2 separate regions of the Gasterosteus aculeatus genome follow, and region 2 is linked to region 1. The links are chromatin contacts, called in public Hi-C maps. All regions are on one chromosome and are shown on one strand. Each heading gives the region's core, a stretch centred on a gene start, on an enhancer-like site or on the middle of the called end of the contact. The rest is flanking DNA. Distances are from core to core; before and after follow the strand shown.

What was found. Hi-C and Micro-C count contacts between places; a contact is called where the count stands out from the background.
Region 2: a Hi-C map of skeletal muscle shows a contact between it and region 1, with 4 times the contacts expected there. The contact joins two enhancer-like sites. A contact is called at or near these places in 2 of 6 Hi-C or Micro-C datasets (skeletal muscle and whole body).

What each region holds. Positions count from the first base shown.
Region 1 is chr13:4,156,540-4,163,510 of fGasAcu3.hap1.1, forward strand. It overlaps tars1 (threonyl-tRNA synthetase 1), which reads left to right. Exons shown (of 19, transcript XM_040195987.2): 16 at 251-355; 17 at 489-561; 18 at 1,088-1,202; 19 at 1,356-1,890. The coding sequence ends at 1,504. Among protein-coding and RNA genes, the nearest start is that of LOC120830295, 16 kb to the right of the region's middle. Within about 2 kb of position 2,677, at least 1 of the 9 cell types and tissues checked has open chromatin away from gene starts, as enhancers often do.
Region 2 is chr13:4,303,638-4,310,615 of fGasAcu3.hap1.1, forward strand. It overlaps ydjc (YdjC chitooligosaccharide deacetylase homolog), which reads left to right. Exons shown (of 6, transcript XM_078087049.1): 4 at 486-585; 5 at 1,368-1,545; 6 at 2,195-4,553. The coding sequence ends at 2,564. ube2l3b (ubiquitin-conjugating enzyme E2L 3b) reads right to left here. Exons shown (of 4, transcript XM_040195096.2): 2 at 6,386-6,481; 3 at 6,095-6,281; 4 at 4,070-5,440. The coding sequence ends at 5,286. Among protein-coding and RNA genes, the nearest start is that of ube2l3b, 4.8 kb to the right of the region's middle. Within about 2 kb of position 3,249, at least 5 of the 9 cell types and tissues checked have open chromatin away from gene starts, as enhancers often do.

The DNA.
Region 1 (6,971 bases), core at 1,427-3,926:
AGGAAATTATTATTTTTGAGGCTGCAAATGCACTTTCCCGAACATTAAGGGTTGATGTGAAAGCAAAGAACAGGATAAGCTCGAATGGAACAATATGATGTGCATTTATGTTCAAGTTATATATGATGTTTCTGTCATAATCTAGAGAGAGTACCAACATGTTGCCCAGACGATCTCTGATGATCCCGTTTTAGAGTTCTTCTTTTGTGGATTTCCTAAACGGAAATGTTCATTGTGATGACTTTTGTAGCCAAGACGGGGAGGACAAGAAGCGGCCGGTGATCATCCACAGAGCCATCCTGGGATCGGTCGAGAGGATGATCGCCATTCTGACAGAGAACTACGGAGGCAAATGGTTCGTAAACCTAATCTCTCAGGACGCTGTGGTCTGCTTACTGTTAACGATCTGCACATCAGACGCGTTTGAACCCGTGTGGCTGTACATGGCTGCTCAGGCCCGCTAAGCGCCACCACGTGTTGTGTTGCAGGCCGCTGTGGCTCTCTCCTCGTCAGGTGATGGTTGTTCCCGTGGGGCCGACCTGTGAAGAATACGCTCAGAAGGTAAACCGCTGATCTAAGACTAGATTCCACCTCCGATGAAATGTGAAGTTCATCAGTTGGATGTCTTTCGATAGCGTAGCACTCGGCCCAGTGGTGGAGGAGCTCTGAGGGGCGGAGCTACGAGCATGCACGTGCTAATCCCGCTACGGGTGTATTTCTAGACACCGTTTTGTTTATTTGGGTTCCTGTTTGTTTCCGCTTGGAAAACATTTGGCTAATCTGTTGGTTTACAACCTTTGCGACTGCTTTATTATGAATGTCATTTATATTTGTTTGAGGCAGGAAGGAATTATAATATGAACGGTCCTCAGTTAAAAGCCGGTAAAAGCTGCATTCAACACTAGCCTGCAGATATTTCAGAATAAAAGCCTTCTCGACAAATTTGAAACACACTTTTTGTCCCATACACTGACTACATATGATGTTACCTGGCAGGTACTTTACCGTTTTGCAAATGGATTAATGCAAAAAGATTGACATGAACTTCTAGAATGGAGGCATGAACGTAACCGTTTCGATGTGTCAGGTCAAACAGGAGTTCCACAACAAGGGCTTCATGAGCGATGTGGATCTGGACCCCGGCTGCACTCTGAACAAGAAGATCAGAAATGCACAGTTGGCGCAGTACAACTTCATCCTGGGTCAGTGGACACGCTCTCTTCTCCCACTTCCTCCCTTCTCTTACTTACTCCATCTCTCTTCCTCTCTTCTTTCGCTTCCTGTCGTGTCTCCGCCTCGCTGTCCATCTCCATACTGATCATGTTTTTTCTTTTTGTTTCTCTGCTGGTATATAGTGGTTGGAGAGAAGGAGAAGACCAGCAACACTGTGAACGTACGCACCCGCGACAACAAAGTCCACGGCGAGCGCACCGTGGAGGAGTGCGTCGAGCGTCTCCAGCACCACAAGACCTGCAGGAGCCTCAATGCTGAGGAGGACTTCTGATCTCTCTCTGTCTCTCTGGGGGCTGTCAGCTCGTCCTTCTCTCAACATTACGACCACTGTGGTAACTATTAGAACAAAATCAGTGTCTGGTGAGGGATCAACTACTTTTCACATTGTGGCCTCGTCCCTTCTTTTTGTCCACATGGACATTATTTTACATTTGGTAATTGTTTCTTTTTTTCTGGCGTCTTCTCCGAGTTGCTGAGTTTTTGGTCCGTATTCTTCTGCTTACACACAAATGCAGCCACGATAATTGAATCTTTGAACAGATGATTTAAAACACGGGGGAAATGATTTTGTTACGCTGTCTTAACAGTTTGTATCAGTCACTTTCTTCAGGGAATTGTACGAGTTACAATTTTGATAATTAAACGGTCTATTCTTAATACGTGTGTGTGTGGGGCTTTTTATTTCGACACACACCTGACCTCCGTTACCGTTCACGCCACTAGTGGGTACTGTGTGCGTGTGCGTGCGCGTCCTTGCACAAGTGAGAGATACTAAAACCTGTGACTAACTTGAGTGTATATGATGAGCATATTTTGTTTCACACACTGTGAGTCTGAATGCACTAAGGGATGAAAGCTGGACTGAAATATGTAATTGCACTTTGAGAGGCTGTGAGCTCCCACTTCTGACCACAAGCCAACGAAAACATTGATCTTGGCTCCTGCAGGTGGCAGGCCATTAAGAACACGTTAAGAGGCCATTGGTTATTTTTGGCCAATTGGAACTTTTCAGCACCAAATGAAATCTGTGTGCAGCTTTGGTTTCTTATAGTCGGCCACAGTGAGACACACGGATGAGAGACTTATTCAAAGCCATTGACTGGTTAGATGTAATGTTCCCTGAAGTTAAATGCTCTTTTTACCAAGCATGCCGATTGTAAATGCTAAATCTTTAGGAAACATGGAGAATGAAAGCGATGAACTTCATTTCTAAGGACACCTTCATATGAAATCTGACCAGTAGGTGGGACAGCTGCTCCAGGGTGGGTGTGGGAGAGGAAAACATCTGAGCGAGAGGTCAACGAAAGACGTCAGTGGAGTAGGAGAGCGCGAACAGGCGGAGCGAAGACTCTCAATGCCCACCCCCCACCCCCCGGGGCACTTCCAGGCCGCCCGAGTATGAGGGGTCACGACGCTTCAGTGAACTGAGCAAACACTCGCTTCTCCCCCCACGTGTGGAAACGGTCCTCATACTGCGATAAGGACACACTCCCTTCAGTCTTTGTGTGTTATATGATTTGCTCTCAAGTACCTCGACTGATGGGTGGATGCAGGTTTTTTTAACTAATTGAAGGAGAATAGATTCAAACTGGCTGACACCTGCTCCTGAGCGCGAGGGGTAACGTTTTAAAAAGTAAAAAAGTGTCATCTCTCTAACCGCCAGCAGGAGGCAGCGCCTCCGGTAATAAAACCGTGAACCTTGTGATTGACACGTCAACATACCATTTACTTCACTGCAGCGGTCCAGATGTTATTATTGGTGATTGATAATTGAGATTTATTGTAACGTGACAAAGATAAATCTACAATCATTCATTCTGTCTTAATTCAAGACACCTTCAGTTCACCTGCATGAACTCAGTTCAAAGCTAAAAGACAAAAGCTCATTTATTCCTAAACTCAACCCCTAGTTTAATTCTAATAAGGGGAGAACATTTATACATTTTCAGATTATGGATTTGTAATTAAATAGAACTTTTATTATTTGAGTTGACAATTGCTTATAAATTATACACACAAACTTCAATGTAGGAGTCATTTTTAATCACAGGTACTCTTCAACTGTGAGTGGGAATCAAACAACAAATCTGAAAGTCACATATGATTTAAAAAATATATATTGCATGACATAAGTATTTGATACATCAGAAAAGACAAACTTAATATTTAGTACAGAAACCTTTGTTTGCAATTACAGGCATTATACGTTTCCTGTTGTTCTTGACCAGGTTTGCACACAGTGCAGCAGGGATTTGGGCCCCTTCCTCCATACAGACCTTCTCCAAATCCGTCAGGTTTCGGGACTTTCAGCTCCCTCCAAAGATGTTCTATTGGGTTCGGGTCTGGAGACGGGCTCGGCCACTCCAGGACCTTGAGATGCTTCTTACGGAGCCACTTCTTAGTTGCCCTGGCTGTGTGTTTTGGGTCGTCGTCATGCTGGAAGACCCATCTTCAACGCTCTTACTGAGGGACGGAGGTTGTTGGCCAAGATCTCAGGATACACAGTCCCATCCATCCTCCCCTCAATACGGTGCAGTCGGCCTGTCCCCTCTGCAGAAAAGCATCCCCAAAGAATGATGTTTCCACCTCCTTGCTTCATGGTTGGGACGGTGTTCTTGGGCTTGTATTCATCCTTCTTCCTCCAAACAGGGCGAGTGGAGGTTAAACCAAAAAGCTCTACTTTCCTCTCATCAGACCACATGACCTTCTCCCATACCTCCTCTGGATCATCCAGATGCCATCCATCCATTGGCGAACTTCAGACGGGCCTGGAGATGCGCTGCCTTGAGCAGGGGGACCTTGTGTGCGCTGCAGGATTTTAATCCATGACGGCGTAGTGTGTTACTGATGGTTTTCTTTGAGACTGTGGTCCCAGCTCCCATTTGACGACCATCCCTCACCTTCCTCTGGATCATTGATGCCCCACGAGGTGAGATCTTGCATGGAGCCCCACACCGAGGGAGATTGACAGGTGTCTTTTATACAGGTAACACGTTCAAATCGGTGCAGTTAACAAAGGTGATGAGTGGAGAACAGGAGGGCTTCCTAAAGACAAACTAACAGGTCTGTGAGAGACGGAATTCTTACAGGTTGGTAGGTGATCAAATACTTATGTCATGCAATAAACTGCAACGTAATTGTTTAAAATCATACAGTGTGATTTTCTGGATTCATCACCCACAGTTGAGTACCTATGATAAAAAATTAGACTCCTACATGCTTTGTTACAGGGAAAAGCTGCAAAATCGACATCGTCATTTTTAATGACTGTTTTTAACAACAGGAGTTCTTTCTGCCTTTTTAGAAGACTTTCTCATACCAACATGTGAAAAACTATATTATGACTTTTCTTACATTAGTTTAACACGCTATTCTACGGTCAACATAACATATACTGTGACTTTTTAATGTATTTAGTGCCGGCAGCAATAGGGCCGCCCCTTGTCCTCCTGTGACTGCTCTGTGGAAGCACAAAGAGGGGAAAGGACACTAGAGATCCAGGCACGCGATTATGTAACAGCAGAGATCTGTTTTGTCAGCTTGGCTCAGAGAAAAGTTGTTTTTTCCCTTTTATGTACGTATGTTAATAACGAGGAACTAGATTGCGATCTTTGGCTTGTTGATATCTTGTTTCCTTTTGTGTGTGTTCTTTCTTTAACAAAATAGTTATTTCATAGTTATTAAACGTTATCTACGAGCCGCCGGAGGCCAGACGGGACGTCCGGTTGCGACGTGTGTTCTAGGCATGTTTGAATATTACGAGTCAGGTGACCCTCGACCCTCGTTCATGTGCTTTTTAATACAAACAACATTGTGAACACTAATAATATCATCGATTATATTTCTGTGAGGTTGATTGGTGACTCTAAATTGCCCGTAGGAGTGTGAATGGTTGTGTTTCTCTGTGTGGCCCTGCGATTGGCTGGCGACCAATCCAGGGCGACCCTGTCTATCACCTGGAGTTGGCTGGGATGGACTCCAGCCCCCCCCTGCGACCCGGTGTGCAGGATAAGCGGAGTGAAGATGGATATTTCTGTGAGCAGGATCCTGAAGTAGCTGCACAACGTGTAAAGTACCTATTTAAATAGGCAGTGGAGCGACCGTACTACAAATACAATACTCTTTTATGTAAACGTATTACACTTCTTCCAGTTGGACTCGTCTCTATTTTGAAGATATCTAGTTTAAATGCTTTATTATCGCTAAATCCACTGGATTTAAATGGATGCTCTATACACCTGTTGCCATGGCGAATCGTGCAGTCAGAGCTCCATTGATGATGGCCGTTTTCCATCTACACAAGAGCTTAACTCAGCGTGAACAAACTCAAGAGTTAATGGATCAGCGTAGTATAAGCAAACTGTTATAAATGCCTCTTCTAGAAAAGCAAGGTTAGCTTTACCCCCCCCCCCCTCAAAGTCCTTATGCTAAGCTAACCGGCTTCTGTTTCTGACTTTGACACCAAAATAACTGTTTAGAAAACAAACTTCTCAAATAACTCGACTCATAAATACCTAACTCAAGAAAGCAGATTCAAAACGTGTTCATCCCAGAACCTTCCTTGTTGTCCTTGTATTTGTGTTGACTTCCCTCAGTCACCATGGCGACTGATGGTAGTCACCGCTGTTGTGTATTAGGTCCATATGATGTATGTGAAAGGTTTGTTTCCACTCTGTTTTTTTTCCCAGCACTGACAGCCAAAAGCCAGAGAACCTCCCCTGTGACACACTCGTGTTGCTCTCCGCCCTTCATCGTCCCGCCGTGTTGCTTCTGGACCAAAGAAATGCATATTTGAATGTTTAAACCAAACATTTCTTCTCTGTGTCTTCAGCAGCTCTTGTCCCATATCACACACATGCACACAACCTGCTGCTGCAACATTAGCCGCTCTGCATGGACGCAACACAACCCCGAATTATTGGTCCGCGGCTTGTGAAGTTAGTTTTGCTCAAGAAAACCATCGGCCGTCTTTAATATCAATATGTTCCCTAATTACATTAGATGAAGGATTCATCTTTTCACAGCAGGATCTGGTCCGCACAGAATTTAACCATCACTGTTTTATCCACACCACCCATCACCTAATGTATTTATATGGTTTAGTTATTAAATGCAGCTAATTGTTCCATTGGTTATATTCAGCTTATTATTCCACCTTTTTATCAATGTCTTTCGGCTGAATATCTTTCCTTTTTTTGTCACATTTTTCCTTATTTCAACGGTTTATTAATCACTAACGTTAATCATCTGACGATTTTAGTCGTTGCCTTTATTTAATGCATTACTTCTAACATAATATTTTGAACAATGTGTAAATATCTTTCTCTTCCGCTCTGGACTTTTCTGGTCGCTTACTTGATTTTATGCCAACTGGCAACCCATGCCTTCAAGGTGTTGCAACTGGGGATATGTTTTTAAATTTTTTTTTTATTACTCCATCATTTTGTTCAGCTTTTCCCAAATGTTTCCATTCCCTCTAACAAGTGCAGCAGCACCTCCTCGGCGATAGTTTTTGGAATCACTTTTTTTCCTTTCAAGTCCATCCCGAAGGACGTTTCCCACAAACTCACCGTGACAAGTATGATTCTAACAGATGTTTAATAAAGTCTGATATTCTTGGGTTGCAAACGGCAGTAAAAGCACTTGGCCCCTGGCGCTTTAAAACCCCAACGTCTTTACCACAAGTCAACATTTGAATCTTGCGTGCAGCGCCCTCGGCATCGCAGTGGCCGCCAATA
Region 2 (6,978 bases), core at 1,999-4,498, 150 kb after region 1:
AAAATCCCTGCTGCAGTGTTTGCAAACCTGGTCAAGAACTACAGGAAACATGATGTCTGTAATTGCAAACAAAGGTTTCTGTACTAAATATTAAGTTGGGATTTTCTGATGTATCAAATACTTACTCCAATACAATTCGTGCAATAACTTGCAAAATAATATATGAAAAAAATCGTTCTCATACATTCTTTGTAAGTGGGAAAACCTGCAAAATCGGCAGTGTATCAAATACAAGACTTGGGCAAAGCCCAGGTCACCTTTAACTGTAAGCACAAGTTCACCTGTGTTTGTAGTGACAGACAATCCAGACTACAAATGCAAATATCAGCACACACTTGATCAGTGTCACAACATGTGTCGATTGGAAACCTTCGTCGGGGCAACTTGTGTCTTCCTAACTAATAAATGTTGCTCTGCGGAGAAGCGGTCGTGTCTCTCTGCAGTTCAGTAACCTCCTTGTGTCTTTGTGTCATTTTCCTTCCCAGGTGGAGCTCGAGTTGAGGGCCCAAGTCGGGCTGTTCCGGGAACTGACCGGTCACCTGCCGCTCCACATGGACGGACACCAACACGTCCACGTGCTGCCAGGTAATGCAGAGGGGAAAAACCCAAATAAATGCCAACATCTGTGATCTGCTACTGTACAGCACACGCCTCAAGCAGCTTCACATTTCTAAATATGAAAAAAGTACTAATGTCAGAAATATCATTTATTGAATGAACACAAATAACAAGACATTCGGTTTTCTCTTGCATGACTCGATCAACCGGTCTGATTATTTGAATCTATGCAGCTAGAAGGTGCACCACCATGCGGACACGGGGAGGCGTTGCATCGCAGTCGGTGCTGGTTTAGTCATCCGCTAAGTGCTAGTCATACATACATGATCTTAAATGCGTGGAAATAGAAATGTTGTATTCCGTAGGTGACACAAGAGGCCAAACTAAAGCAGTTGCTGAGGCACTTGAGGCACGTGCCGGCCAGATAAGAGGAGTCAGCAGTCAATAAACATTTTAATGTGATTTACTGCAACCACGGTAGGTAATTGAATACAGTCATAAATAAACACAAGACTTATTGGGCTGATCAAGCCCACATACATACGGTCTTGTTGGAGACAATAACTGTACTCTGAACTCAAACGTCAGTATGCAGAACTGATTAGCTTTAAAAAAAAAATGCTAATGCTATTAGTGATCAAAAAGGTTGCCAGTGATTTTCTGTTGCTGGACTAAAAACTAGCAATTGTGTTAAGTGTTGCTGATGCATGACCAGCTTCTTTATTGTGGCCATGACAACATTAAATGGATGAAATGACATCAGTGCCCCTGGGCGTGGAGCATTGATGTGGTTTACTCTGTTGTTGCAGGGGTGCGTGAGGTGTTTGCAGAGGTCCTGGCAGACTTCAAGATTCCATACACGCGTGTTCCAGTGGAGACGGGTCTACACAGCTGCCCAGCGCTGCCGGCACACCTCCAAAGGTTCTACGCACAGGTGGAGAAGGACGCTCTGGACTCCATCCCGGTCTTCGCCCGCTACGGAATCAGGTCTGCTGCTTTCTTTGCACAAAGGAGAAGGGGTTTCAGGAGTTTATGGATGCGGCCCAATACAACCAAAAGATCCTTGTCTTATTTAGATATGGATGAAAACGCAGCAACGCAGAATTTTAGTTACGTTAATTAGGTGGTATCGCAGAGCTGTAAAGTCAATCTGCAGGAGAGATCAGGTATGGATATGAGACACATCATTTTCTATCATGTAAACACATGGCACACAGATGGATGAATTTCTAAATCCCATTAGATCTGATAAGGTTCCTTTCATCAATCACAGATGGGGATTCAGTCCTGCAAATAACCGAGGGATTACATAAGTGATGCACCTAACAAGACTACTCACTATGTGCTTTTCTTTAGAGGACAATATATTGCGGTACAATACTATCTGACATAGAAATGTTACTGGTTGCATTGATTACGATTTGAGGCACAAATAGGACGCAAAACACCCAACCTGGACTGAGCTGTACACTTCGGTCACCGAAGTATCATGTGAATGTTTGATAAGTTTAGTGTGAACCAGATTTTAAACCCATGTGGCTGCTGGTCACAGCGCCTCCGGCGTTGTGAGCGAATTATTTGCTTCCCCCCCCCCGCCTGCTCGATGACCGACAAACATCGTCTTCCATGTCCACAGGTGGCCAGACGTGTACCTGGGGCTGACCACCATGGGCCAGAACATGTCCGTACCCAACCTGGAGAGGGCCATCGGCCAAGCCTTGGAGGCGGCGGCCTCTTCCAGCCCGGCCTCTGGCGGCGCCTCAGGCTCCGACCGCCCCGCGGTGACGGCGGAGCTCATGGTCCACCCGGGCTACCCGAGTCAGCCCCTGGACGGAGGCTGCGGGGAGGGCCCCGATGACTTCTCCTGCTCGGCGGACAGACAGCATGAGCTGAGCGTGCTCCGAGACCCGGCCCTCCAGGGGCTGTACCGCCGGGAGGGGGTGCAGCTCTGCTCCTTCAAGGACCTGACTCCTCTGACTGACGCGTTCTTAAATCGGGGGCCCTAATCATGAGTATGCAATGTGGGCCCCTCCCTGTGTCCCGGGAGAAAGAAAACAAAACCGGGATGCTGACAATTCAAAATGATGTGGTACAATTTCGATCTCGACCAGGGGATCATGTGTGCGTTTGTGCATCTGTCCATGGCCACTCTCGCACGCTGCTGGACCGTCCACATCATCGTGTTTATGCTGGAGCGCCGCTCCGTGGCAGTGATTCACACTTGGTGCTGTTACTCTTTCCCGTCCGGTAGGTGACCAACGACTTCAGGTTGCACCCTTTAAATAAGCCATTATTTAGGGTTCGGTTAGCAAATGACAAACGGAACCAGGCACGTCTTCTCGTGTCCGGTGACAAGTTGTCTTCTTTTTTTTTAATTGGCGTGTAAAACCACCTTAGTGCTACATTACGGCGGAGATCTGCACTTTACTGAGGTCACTTTTCCTAGTTCATGTCCGTTTTCAATGAACCTCAAACTGCTACAAGAATGGACTCGTCTCTGTAACAAAAGGCGCATCTTTTTTTTTTTTTCTTCTAGAGAGGGTTCCTAAAAGCAAAAACTCGAAGAGCGCTGTAGTTGTTTTTAATGCCGACTAATAAATGATTAACTTAGTTGATGGTGGTATGTAACATTAACAATGGCGAGTGTGATCTAATGTCGTTTAAGGCGGTGCTAATGAAGGAGCTACTTCCTGCTTGCACTTTGGCTTCCCGTTAGTCACGTGAGTCCTGTTCACCCGGTTTTCCTGTGCTAGAAGGAATGTTGGCAGAAAGTGAGCTCACTTTGAGTTCAGTTTATCTGATCCTGAGTTTTTAACTGTCAGTGTTTTTTATGTGTTGTATATTGCCTCTATTAGTGTGTAAAATGTCGTTAAAGGGGCATAATGCTGCCAGGTGATGGAAGTCATGTATTTGTGTGGTGAAATAACTACCAAAAATCTCAGGACTGTATAGTACAAGTACTGAACTAATCGAATCAAAGTGCCAAATGTGTGTCACGGAAGGTGTTATTTTAACACTAATATTTACAGCCAGTACCTGGGCATTTGAAATAAATTTTATTGAAACTTTTTTTAATTGATTTGTTCGAGCTAACAAATCTGATGTCTGACTATTTCTGCAGTACTTTAATAATAAAGTAATACTTTTTCATTTTGGCTGGGAGGTGACAAATTACGTTCATCAATTTGATCCCTTGGTCAATGACAGAGTAATTGTCTAAGATTATGATGCATGATCTTTTACTGTTAAAATGAGGGTAAATTAAAAATGACAATCATTTTCTTCCACTTAATACATATTTATGTTCCAGAATAGTAGAAGAGGTTCCAAGGTAAAGAACGACCAAAGGTCGACAATCTAGCGAGAGTCCCGGTGCAGGAGTCTATATTTGAAGCTCCGCTTGGTTTATAATGCAACATTTCTAGTCACATTCATGGGTTCAGCACAAAAAACAGGTTATGTCAAACATGAGCAGCATCCACTTGACTACCAGGCAGACAGTGAGGCCAAATGGTTTGCCATCTTTATTATGAAACAATATTGGGACCAGATCAAACAGCTGTTACATGGTGTTGTTTTTTTGGCCACTGCAGTCCCCTTTCCCGTGTCCTAGCCAGCCCTCTCCCAGCTGCCTTCAAGGTGCTTGTTTTTTTTAAAGGACCGCCTCCAGGAGCTGAGCATTCCAGCTAAGTGCAACCTCCTCCGGCCTCTCCCCCTCCACGAGTAGGTCCCTTTGCAGCTGGCCAGCTGACAGTCCGTCTGGTAAAGGGCTCTGTATCTAACGTGGTTACATGTGGGGGGCGGGGTGTTGCCTGATCGCGGGATACATGCGTTGCAGATTCTAATCAACCAAAGGGACTTTTCCCCACAATTACCAATTGTATTTGCATCAGTTGTCAAAATGGAGAAGGCAAAATTATATTAAGAAAAACGTATTGTGATTGGAAACTGATATGGTTCTCTCATTTCCACAATAAAGAATCTTAAGAGCTAAATTTACGGCCTGCCATTGTTTCATTTCTGCTCAGTGTGTTACAAACTGGTGGCATGTCTAAAAGCAGCGTAGGTGAGTACGGCAAACGTTTCAGTTGCCACGCACCCTCCGGGTGCTACCTACAGCTTTTCTTATTTCAGTAACACTAGGCGTCTTTTTTTTGTTTAGGTTTTTTAAGCTTTAAAGATTGACGGTGGGGCAGAAAAAGAAGAAAGTATAAACCGGTTTTCCTGCAATGCAAAAAATGAAAAAATAAAGTTTAGGCTAGCTCTATTCAACACAAAGTTGCTTAGACGGAGGAAAAGAGATTACATTTTACTTCGACTTGCCATCTAACTATTCCTTAGCCTTTCGTTACCCATTTTTTCCCATTAAGAAAAGAGTAGAAAGTTGGAAATGGTCTGGAGGAGTTTGGCCAAGGAGGAGCTGAAGTCAAGAGGGGAGGGTGGAAGCTGTCTGATCCACAGAGAGTCCTGGATGGGGGGGGGAGGGAGGGAGGCGGAGGCTGCCGCCACCCCCGGTTTCAGCTGGGCGGCTTTAGGGACTGCAGGGAGGATCGTGTGGTGGTTGTGAGGGGAGGCGGGGTGATGAGGATTGGTGGGGGGGGGGCGAGAGAAAGTAATTGGTCGGGGCAGGTGAGAGGAGGGGGGGGGATGGGTGGGAGGGTGTGTGGGGAAAGGGGGGAGCGACAGAAAGAGAGACAGAGAGGGGGGGCTACACGCTCGTCAGCTGATCAGTCCATTGGCCGCTTTTCTCCGTATTTCTTTGTAAACTCTTCGGCGTTCTTCAAGAATTTTTTACGGTCCTTTGAGTATTCTTCTGCTAGGTCTGCCCTGAGCGGATGCTCCGGCTGGGGGTCGTTCACCAGCGCGATGAGAGACTGAATTACTGCAACACACACAACCAAGGAAATCCAGTTAGACGTGAACAACGTGTCTCCCTACAAAGACTTGGAACGCTCGAACAGAGCGACGCGTTTCGTTAGTGTTCAAACACTACATGGCTTTCTGTCCCACTATGACGGTGTACTGAAGTGATAGAAAAGTCAATTGATAAAGAGTTAGAGTAAAAAAAACGAGGCAGGTGTACTGCCGGAATTTGTGATAACAGAATAAAATAGCGGTGTATGCTTTGAGAAATGATGAGACAGGAAAGCCCCAAACGCCTCTTGTTGGAATAAAAAAGAAAGAAAGCGCCCAACGTTATCTGCTGTCATCTTGGGGGGGTTCCCATGGAGCTGAACATCTCGCTGTAGTGACCACAATCCGACCCATAAACCAAAGTTTGGTACTGGAGAGACTGGCTGATCGATCAGAGCTTGTCAGGCGCCACAAACCGCTCATGAATAAAAGCATCGGTTTCTGGATGCTTGAGAATAGAGGTCTTAAATCTACTTTTGTAGTAAATATCTTCCAGTGCTCATGTTTTTTTTCAGTTTACTGAAGTAAGGGACTAATGCAACCCTGTTTATACTAAAACTTAACGTAAAAATCACTTATCATAACACTGCAATGCAGGATAAAAAGACACACACACACATACCTTGGTCAGTTTTGGTGGCAGGCTTCCAGTTCTCTGCACTGATCACAGGCAAGCACACCTGGCCCTTCTCGTCGATGTTGGGGTGATAGATCTTTGTCTTGAATGTGATCTTGGGGGGCTTGAAGGGATACTCCGTGGGGAAGATGATTTCGATTCTGAACGCGCCTTTGTCATAAGGAGGGTTGTCCTGCAAGCGGAAATAGAAAAAACAACCACAGAGAGGGTCAACCGATGGGAAGCGCAGGTGGACGGGCGGCAGATAAGACGGAGGAACGAGGAGCGGCTACTCACAGGAACGATGAGCCCTTGCCATGACAACAGGTTTGATTCCTCGACTTGAATGTTTCTGAAGTTTTTCATTCCAGACCTGCGAATCTCGTCAAGTTCCTGGGAAAGCAAGCAGACAGCGAAAGTTACAGAAGGGAAAAACGTTCATGGAATCGGACCCGGTGCACCCCGCCCACCACTCCGACACCTCCAGTAATTACTGACTGACAACTCTAGCTGGGCCTCGCAGCAGTTTAGCTCGAAGGCAGGTAGGTGAAGAGGGACCCAATCTTTTTTGTTTTAATGAGTCGTTTTTTTTTTTTGCTGTGCTAGTGACTTTCACCAGTTGTTTTTGGCATACAGGCACAAGGGGAGCAGCACTGAGGCGTGTGGGTTCAGCTCATGTAAAGAAGGTAGCGCACATGCGTCTAAGTTGTGGCAGAGAATGTGCCATGGAATCAATAAATAAAATTGCTCTTTTTCTGTTAATAAAAATAAATGACCAGACTGTAAACAACACACAACCGCACAGTTGGTTAGTTACCATATCTTATATACACACACTAATGATATGGTAACCACAACAGTGATATATAATATATATATATATATATATA